Linked DNA regions of Anser cygnoides: region 1 is linked to region 2. The links are chromatin contacts, called in public Hi-C maps. All regions are on one chromosome and are shown on one strand. Each heading gives the region's core, a stretch centred on a gene start, on an enhancer-like site or on the middle of the called end of the contact. The rest is flanking DNA. Distances are from core to core; before and after follow the strand shown. Region 1 holds the start of GATA6 (GATA binding protein 6). Region 2 has its middle 67 kb from the start of GATA6.

The links. Hi-C and Micro-C count contacts between places; a contact is called where the count stands out from the background.
Region 1: a Hi-C map of liver shows a contact between it and region 2, with 9 times the contacts expected there. The contact joins the promoter of GATA6 here to the enhancer-like site in region 2. A contact is called at or near these places in 2 of 7 Hi-C or Micro-C datasets (both in liver).

Annotation. Positions count from the first base shown.
Region 1 is chr2:113,688,216-113,691,531 of Taihu_goose_T2T_genome, reverse strand. It overlaps GATA6 (GATA binding protein 6), which reads right to left and starts at 1,808. Exons shown (of 7, transcript XM_066992850.1): 1 at 1,658-1,808; 2 at 1-504. The coding sequence starts at 485.
Region 2 is chr2:113,621,385-113,624,412 of Taihu_goose_T2T_genome, reverse strand. No RefSeq gene overlaps it. Among named protein-coding and RNA genes, the nearest start is that of GATA6, 67 kb to the left of the region's middle. Within about 2 kb of position 1,357, at least 1 of the 3 cell types and tissues checked has open chromatin away from gene starts, as enhancers often do. A contact at or near this core is called in liver, where this site is marked.

The sequences.
Region 1 (3,316 bases), core at 559-3,058, 67 kb before region 2:
CCCACGCGGGTCGTGGGCACGTAGACGGGCGAGCCGGGCGAGGAGTGCATGAAGCCGCCCGGGGATCCGTCGTAGGGCGCGGGGCCCTGCGCGGCCGAGATGGCCAAGGTCTGGTACATCTCCTCGGGCTGCTCGGAGCCGGCGGCGCTGGGCTTGGCGCCGCGGCTGGCCCAGATCAGCTTGGTGGCTCGCTCGAAATCCGCCAGCAGCAGGACGTCCTCCCAGCCGGGCGGGCCGGGGGGCTGCGGGACCCCCGAGGGCAGCGACGGGGCGAGCGGCGGGGCGGGCCGGGGGCCGCCGTCGGGAGTCTCGGAGGAGCTGCGCTCGCCCTGGGAGCCGCCGCAGGAGGAGGAGGAGGAGGAGGAGGAGGAGGAAGGCGAAGGAGGAGACGGGCCCGGCTCGCTGGCCGCGAAGGGGCAGGAGGAAGCGCCGGAGTCCGCAGCGCCCCGCTTCAGCACGCACCAGCCGCCTTCAGCCACGGCCATCCAGGTCCCCTTCTAGCCGCTGGGTGGGGATGGGGAAGGGAGGAGGGCAGGGGGAGGAGGGAGAGAGGGAGGGAGGGAGGGGAGGGGAGGGGAGAGGGGTCCGCAGGGCAGGGCGGGGAGGGAGGGCACAAAAGAGTAGGGAGGGAGGGGGGAGAAATAATAACAACAAAGTTAGCGAGCGGGACAGCCGCTCTCCCTCCCGCAACGAGGCTCAGCGGGGACCCTCCAGGCACCCCACGGCTCACATCGCCCCATCGCTGCCCCCCCTTCCCCACCGGGCTCGGGAGCAGGGAGTGGGGACAAGGGGGGGGGGGGGGTGCAGAGGGACGTGTCCCCTGCCTTGGCCGCCGCCGCTGCCCTTGTTGTTGTTAGCGCTGCCTCAATGAATGAGTCATTTGACTCGGTTCCACCGAGAAAACAATTAGCAGGGCGATCCCTTGAAGGGTGCTTCTCCGGAGGGAGACGGGAGCTTCTCCGCCGGGAGCCCCCGCTCTTTTGCTCCTTTCCAGCCCAAGGTCACGGAAAGGAGGAGGAGGAGGAGGAGGGGAAGGCACCCGGGAGCCGGGGGATGCGCAGGGGCCGGGCCCCGACGTGTGCGCGGCGGGGATGGGGCCGGGATGGGGTCGGGGCCGGGGGTGCCGTGCACGGGGCAGGAGCCGGTGCCAGCGGGACGGCCCCGATCCCCAGCAGGTCCTTCTGGGGTCGGCACCGTCCCGCCGCCAGCCGGACTCCGCTGGCATCCCGGGGCCGCCGGCGCACGGGCACCCGCGGCGCTTCGGGGGGGAAGGAGCAGAAAGGGAAAGGGGACCCCGAGAGGTGACAGCGAGCAAAGCCTCCGGTGGGGGTCCCCTCCCTCAGCCCGCCGAGATAACCGCCCCCCGAACCGCGCAGCGCGCCCGGCCCCACGCACCCCCCCCCCCGGCAGACAGGCACGGGACGCCTCTCTCTATCCCCCTGCGAGATAACGGGCAGATAGATAAGGGCCGGCCAGATAAGGGCTGCAGCCACCGGCGTCGGATGTTTGCCCACCGGGGCTCCCCGGGGCTCCCCCGGCCGGGCGCAGCTCGGCTCCCCTCGGCGGCCGGCCCCGGGGTGGGATGGGGGGTGGGGGGGTGGGAGGGGGAGATGGGGCCGGGGAAAGTCGGGGACAAGCGAGAAGGGCCGGGCCAAACCTGCTGCCGGTGGCCCTCATGGGGCCGGTTCCTCGGGAGGTAAATCCGGTGCCGAGGGGGGCGAGCGGCGGCGGCGAGTCCGGCGGCGGCGGCGGGCGGCTCGATGTATAAAAAGGAGAGAGGAGGAGGCGCCTCTCGCAGCCCTGCCGGAAAAGTGCAGGCAGCCGGCCCTGATTGGGCTCGGCCGGCCCTAAAACAAACACGGAGCTCCGCAGGGGTGCCAGGCCCGCCGGCGAGCCGGCCCGCGGCGCGGCCACGGCGGGGGCGGGCGCCCTGGAGGCCGCCCCGTCGAGGGGAGGGGGGGGGGACGGGGAGGGGGACGGGGACACGCGGCACGGGGACGTGGGGGGGGGCACCGCAGCGATGGGAAGGGGGCAGCGGCCCCCTGCCCGGGGGTGAGCGGACTGGGCTCGTATAAATGATCATTATTATTTTAAACCACAATGAATGCCTCCCCCCCCCCCCCCCCGTTTAGGGGAAATATTCACATTTTCTTAGGGATTTTTTGTGCCCCGGAGGATGTGCGCCTGGCTCCCGCTGTAAGGGATCAGGTGAACGACCCCAAATCTCCCGATTTTTATAATCGGAGCTATCCGAGAGGAAAAAAACGTGGCTCCTCCTTGAGCTACCCCAGCCATCAGGTGAAGCCAAAGCCGGCCGTAGGATGTGGCCAAGCCAGCAGCAGGCGGTAGGCATTTTTCCGCTGTTTCTTTCTCATTCTTCCCTTTTTCTTCCCCCCACCCCAACCTCTCCCTTTAACACCACCACCCCCCCCCCCGGCCCTATCCTCTTATCTCAGCTGTGTACAAACTGATACGGCACTTAGCAGGAAAGTGACTGGAAATTAAAATAACTCGGTTCGCCAGGGGTTATCAGCTGGGTATCTGTCATCATCAGTCCCCACACAAAGACGCATCCGCGGCCAGGGCTGGCAGCAGAGCTCAGCCCGGGCTCGCCGGGGCCGCATCCAGCCCGGGACCCGGGCCCGGCTTCTCCTGGGGGGGTCGCAAGGCAAAGGTGACCGGGGCAGGCGACGAGAGCGGCTGGGGGACGTGGCACGGGGCAGCCGGCTGCTCCGCCGGCGCCTGGAGGGGTGGGGGGAGCGGGGACGTGTCGCGACAGCGAGGCTTTATCGCGAGCCGTGATTGCGGGGATGTCGCGGCAGGGGGCGGGGAGGGGGACGAGCGGGTTCCTGGGGAGCCGGTTCCCTGTTGGATCCCTGTGGGATTAAAGGCGGCTCGCTTCTGGGCCATGAACAGCGTTCCTCGGGTCGCCCTGCCCGGTGGAAAGGAAGATTGAAAGGACTTTTTATTTTATTTTATTTTTTTATTTTTTATTTTATTTATTTTTTGACTTTTAGATGCTTTTTCGTGGGTGCAGTTTTCAATAGGAAACCACGCGTCGTCTCGAAGCGCCCTGCGACGCGAATTTGCCATTTAATTTAATTTTGTTTTTTTTTTTTTTTTCCGTGTTTTCACCTAAATAATAAAAAATACGCTCCAGGAGCTGGGGAAGCGGCGGGTGAGGATGCAAACACCGCCTCGTCCCAGCCGGGCTGCGGCCGCCCCCCATAATTGTGCTTTATTAATTAATATTAATTGCGATTAATTGCGAATTTTCCCATTTAGAAAGCCCAGCCGGACCGGGACCAGCGTGGAA
Region 2 (3,028 bases), core at 108-2,607:
CCTCTACAAAACTTTATAAGCTCAACAGTGGCTGGTCAGAAAGAAAAGATCAAGATCCACAGCCACGTAGCCTGGAAAGGAAATGGAATGGAGTTTTAAAAACAGAACAAAACAAAACAAAACAAACAAAACAAAACAAAACAAAACAAAAAAGAGGAAAAGCAAACGTTAATATTGCCAGGAACTGCTTCTGGTTATGTTGTGAGGTCTCCATCTATTTGGCAAGCTGTTAAATCCTTCTGCACACCACACACATCCCTTGGCATCTGATGTGGGCAGAAGCATGTGGTAAAGACTGTTTTCCAAATGTTCTCAACTCTTCTAGGTGCTATGGACATTTCATCCTAAATAATAAGTATGGGTGGGCATCAAGGAGTGTAGATCCATAGAGGCTGCATTTATCTTGACAAATTGTGCCTGTAGTTCTCCAAGGACCGTGAAGGCAGGGACAGAGAGGAGTAGGGCAGGCAAGCAAATCAGAAGCACGAGCAGGATGGGGCTTATAGCATCATATCGTGGGACCCAGCTATAAGCAACAGAAATAGAAAGGAAATAACTGTGCTGGCCTGCCTTTACCACCTGGCTGGAGCTGTGTTCAAGCTGAAAGGTAGGTGTCCTTCTCCCAGCCATGGTTCGTGCTGTGGGGGAAGATGTTCCTCTGTGGGAACGTCTCCTCATTTGCAGAAACTGAGTGAAGGAACAGGCTGAGGTGAGGAATGTCAAGCTAAAATGCAATAGTAAAGGGCCCTTAAGGCACATAGGGGACTTCCCTTGTGACTGCAAAGTGCAAACTCAAGAACATAAATCACAGAATATTCAAAGGCACAAAAACACTGGAAATAAGACTGAAGTGGAGCTGGAAGGCAGAGTAGTGATTAGGACTTCTGACAGTACAACTCAGCCGTTCTTTAAAGGTCTTAGATCAAATGTTTAAAAGTGATGGGTTCTTAACCGCATCAGAGTCTGTACTGAAACATCTCTGTCCCCAGCCATCTAAGCAGCTGAATAATCTACTGCAAAATGCCTATCTTGGCATCTCAGCAAAGAGCTACTCCAAGCAGCTGGCTTCTTTGGAAACAATTGTCCCCATCCACACTTTCTTCCTTCTTCAGAAACAAACAAACAAACAAGAACAACAGGAAAACCAAAAAAGCCAAAGCCTTTCACACCTGGTAGAAGATGAGATGCATTGCTAGTAAAATGACTTGAGGAGGGAAATGAGTCAAAAGTTGTGTTATTAATCCGGACAGGTAGGAGAGGACAGCACACAGGACTCTGATGTTTTGCCCTACCAGCACGGGAAGGGTAGGCTGCAAAGGAGCAAAAGGCAAAGCAGAAGAAACCCCCAGTAGTAGGGCTGGAAGGAAAGCCTTGCTGGCCACACTCAGCTGCAGACAAAACCTCTGCAGCCGGATTACTGCCCCAAGCCTTACCTTGTACCAGGGGCAGGTACAAGATCATTCCTTCAGGAAAAATGCACCTAAAAGACAAAATGGCAAGCACAGTGCTGACTAGGACACGGGTCTGGTTAATATTATTAAAGGAACAAAATTTCCCTTCCCCCAGAGGGAATCTCTGGGCCAGAGATTTGTGTGCAAAATAGCTCAAGTTTTTCCCTGTGGTCAAAGACCGGTGTTTTATTTATTCGCGGTCAGTCACATTGGACTTGTGTCACATTTTGCTGTGGTACTCCATTATTTAATAAAGTCCCGTGGACACTGGCCAATGCTGCTGCTTGACACGGACCGCTTTCTGACATTGCACCTGGCCAAGTGGATCGTTTTTTTATTGAGAGAGGAGGGGAATTAAAGGTGCAACAAGAAATTGTTTTTTAGCCCAAAGGAAAGAGAGTTGTCAAACCGCACAGCACTTTTTTTTAATTTAACTTAACTTGTTAGATGAATACAGCTGCTTATGCCACAGAGCACTTGTGTGTATGTATCAAGCTGCTCTTAAATCCTTCTTCTAAAACAGTGCACGTCTCAGCGATTTCCCATTGCAACCAAAGCAATAATGTGCCCATCCACAAGGGCTCAACTTCACCCTTCCTAAAGGTCCTGAGCAAGACCCCTCAAACCACTGCACATTCCCCTGTCCCAGCAAGGCAGCTCGGCCCCTGCCACCTCCTGCTGTGGTCACCGACTTCCAGAGCCAAGTTTTATCACCTCTCCTCAAAGTGAGGATGGCTACCACTGCTCACCACCACCCTGCAGCTTCTTTTTCCCCATTTCGCAGACCTGAATCTTGAATAAAAGGCTCTTAGGATGGATAACACAGCAGGACTGTCATACCAGCCCTGATATTGCGGGGTTGAAGACAGAGCGAAAATGGGGACCTGTCTGCCTTAATGAGAACATTTCAAGATGGCAGCTACAAGGCCTGGGAAAATAAACCAGGGGAACTAGACAAGAGAAAATTATAAACTGTTGAAGTCCTGGAGTACTTCCCGGTATTCAAACAGGTAATAGATTTGTTTAAATAACTGGAAGTAGTTTCAAAACGTCAACTTTGCTGCATTGTCTAGCTTCTCCTTTCTGGTCCGGTTCCAGTCCAGGAATGATGACTGGGAGGTTTCTTCTTACATGAGCTCAGGGAAAAGCACCTACTGCAAAAATAAAGCAAAACCCCACAGCACTTCAGTGGGGAATTTTTCAGCTGGCACACGTCTAAAGCTTTCATGATTTCCTGTTGTGCAGATAGCTTTGGGGAAATGGTTACATGACCTACTGCTGAAATGGCATCAATGAACTATCCACAGAACTAAATAATTAAGCTAGATAAATGTGACACTTGTTACTCTGCTTGTTGCCAGAATCCTTAAAGCTGTTATGGTCTTGATAACCCAAACACAAATTTCAGCCCATATATTACAGCCAGTTCTGATTAAGCAGGTGTCACAGAAAAGAAGTGGCCCTACTGCCCCCCAAAGCCCTCCAGCAGAAATCAGTGGATACATCAGAAACAAAAAAATATAATGGAATTTCATCTATGTAAGAGCATGAGAGCATATTTGCTTCTTAGAAGAATG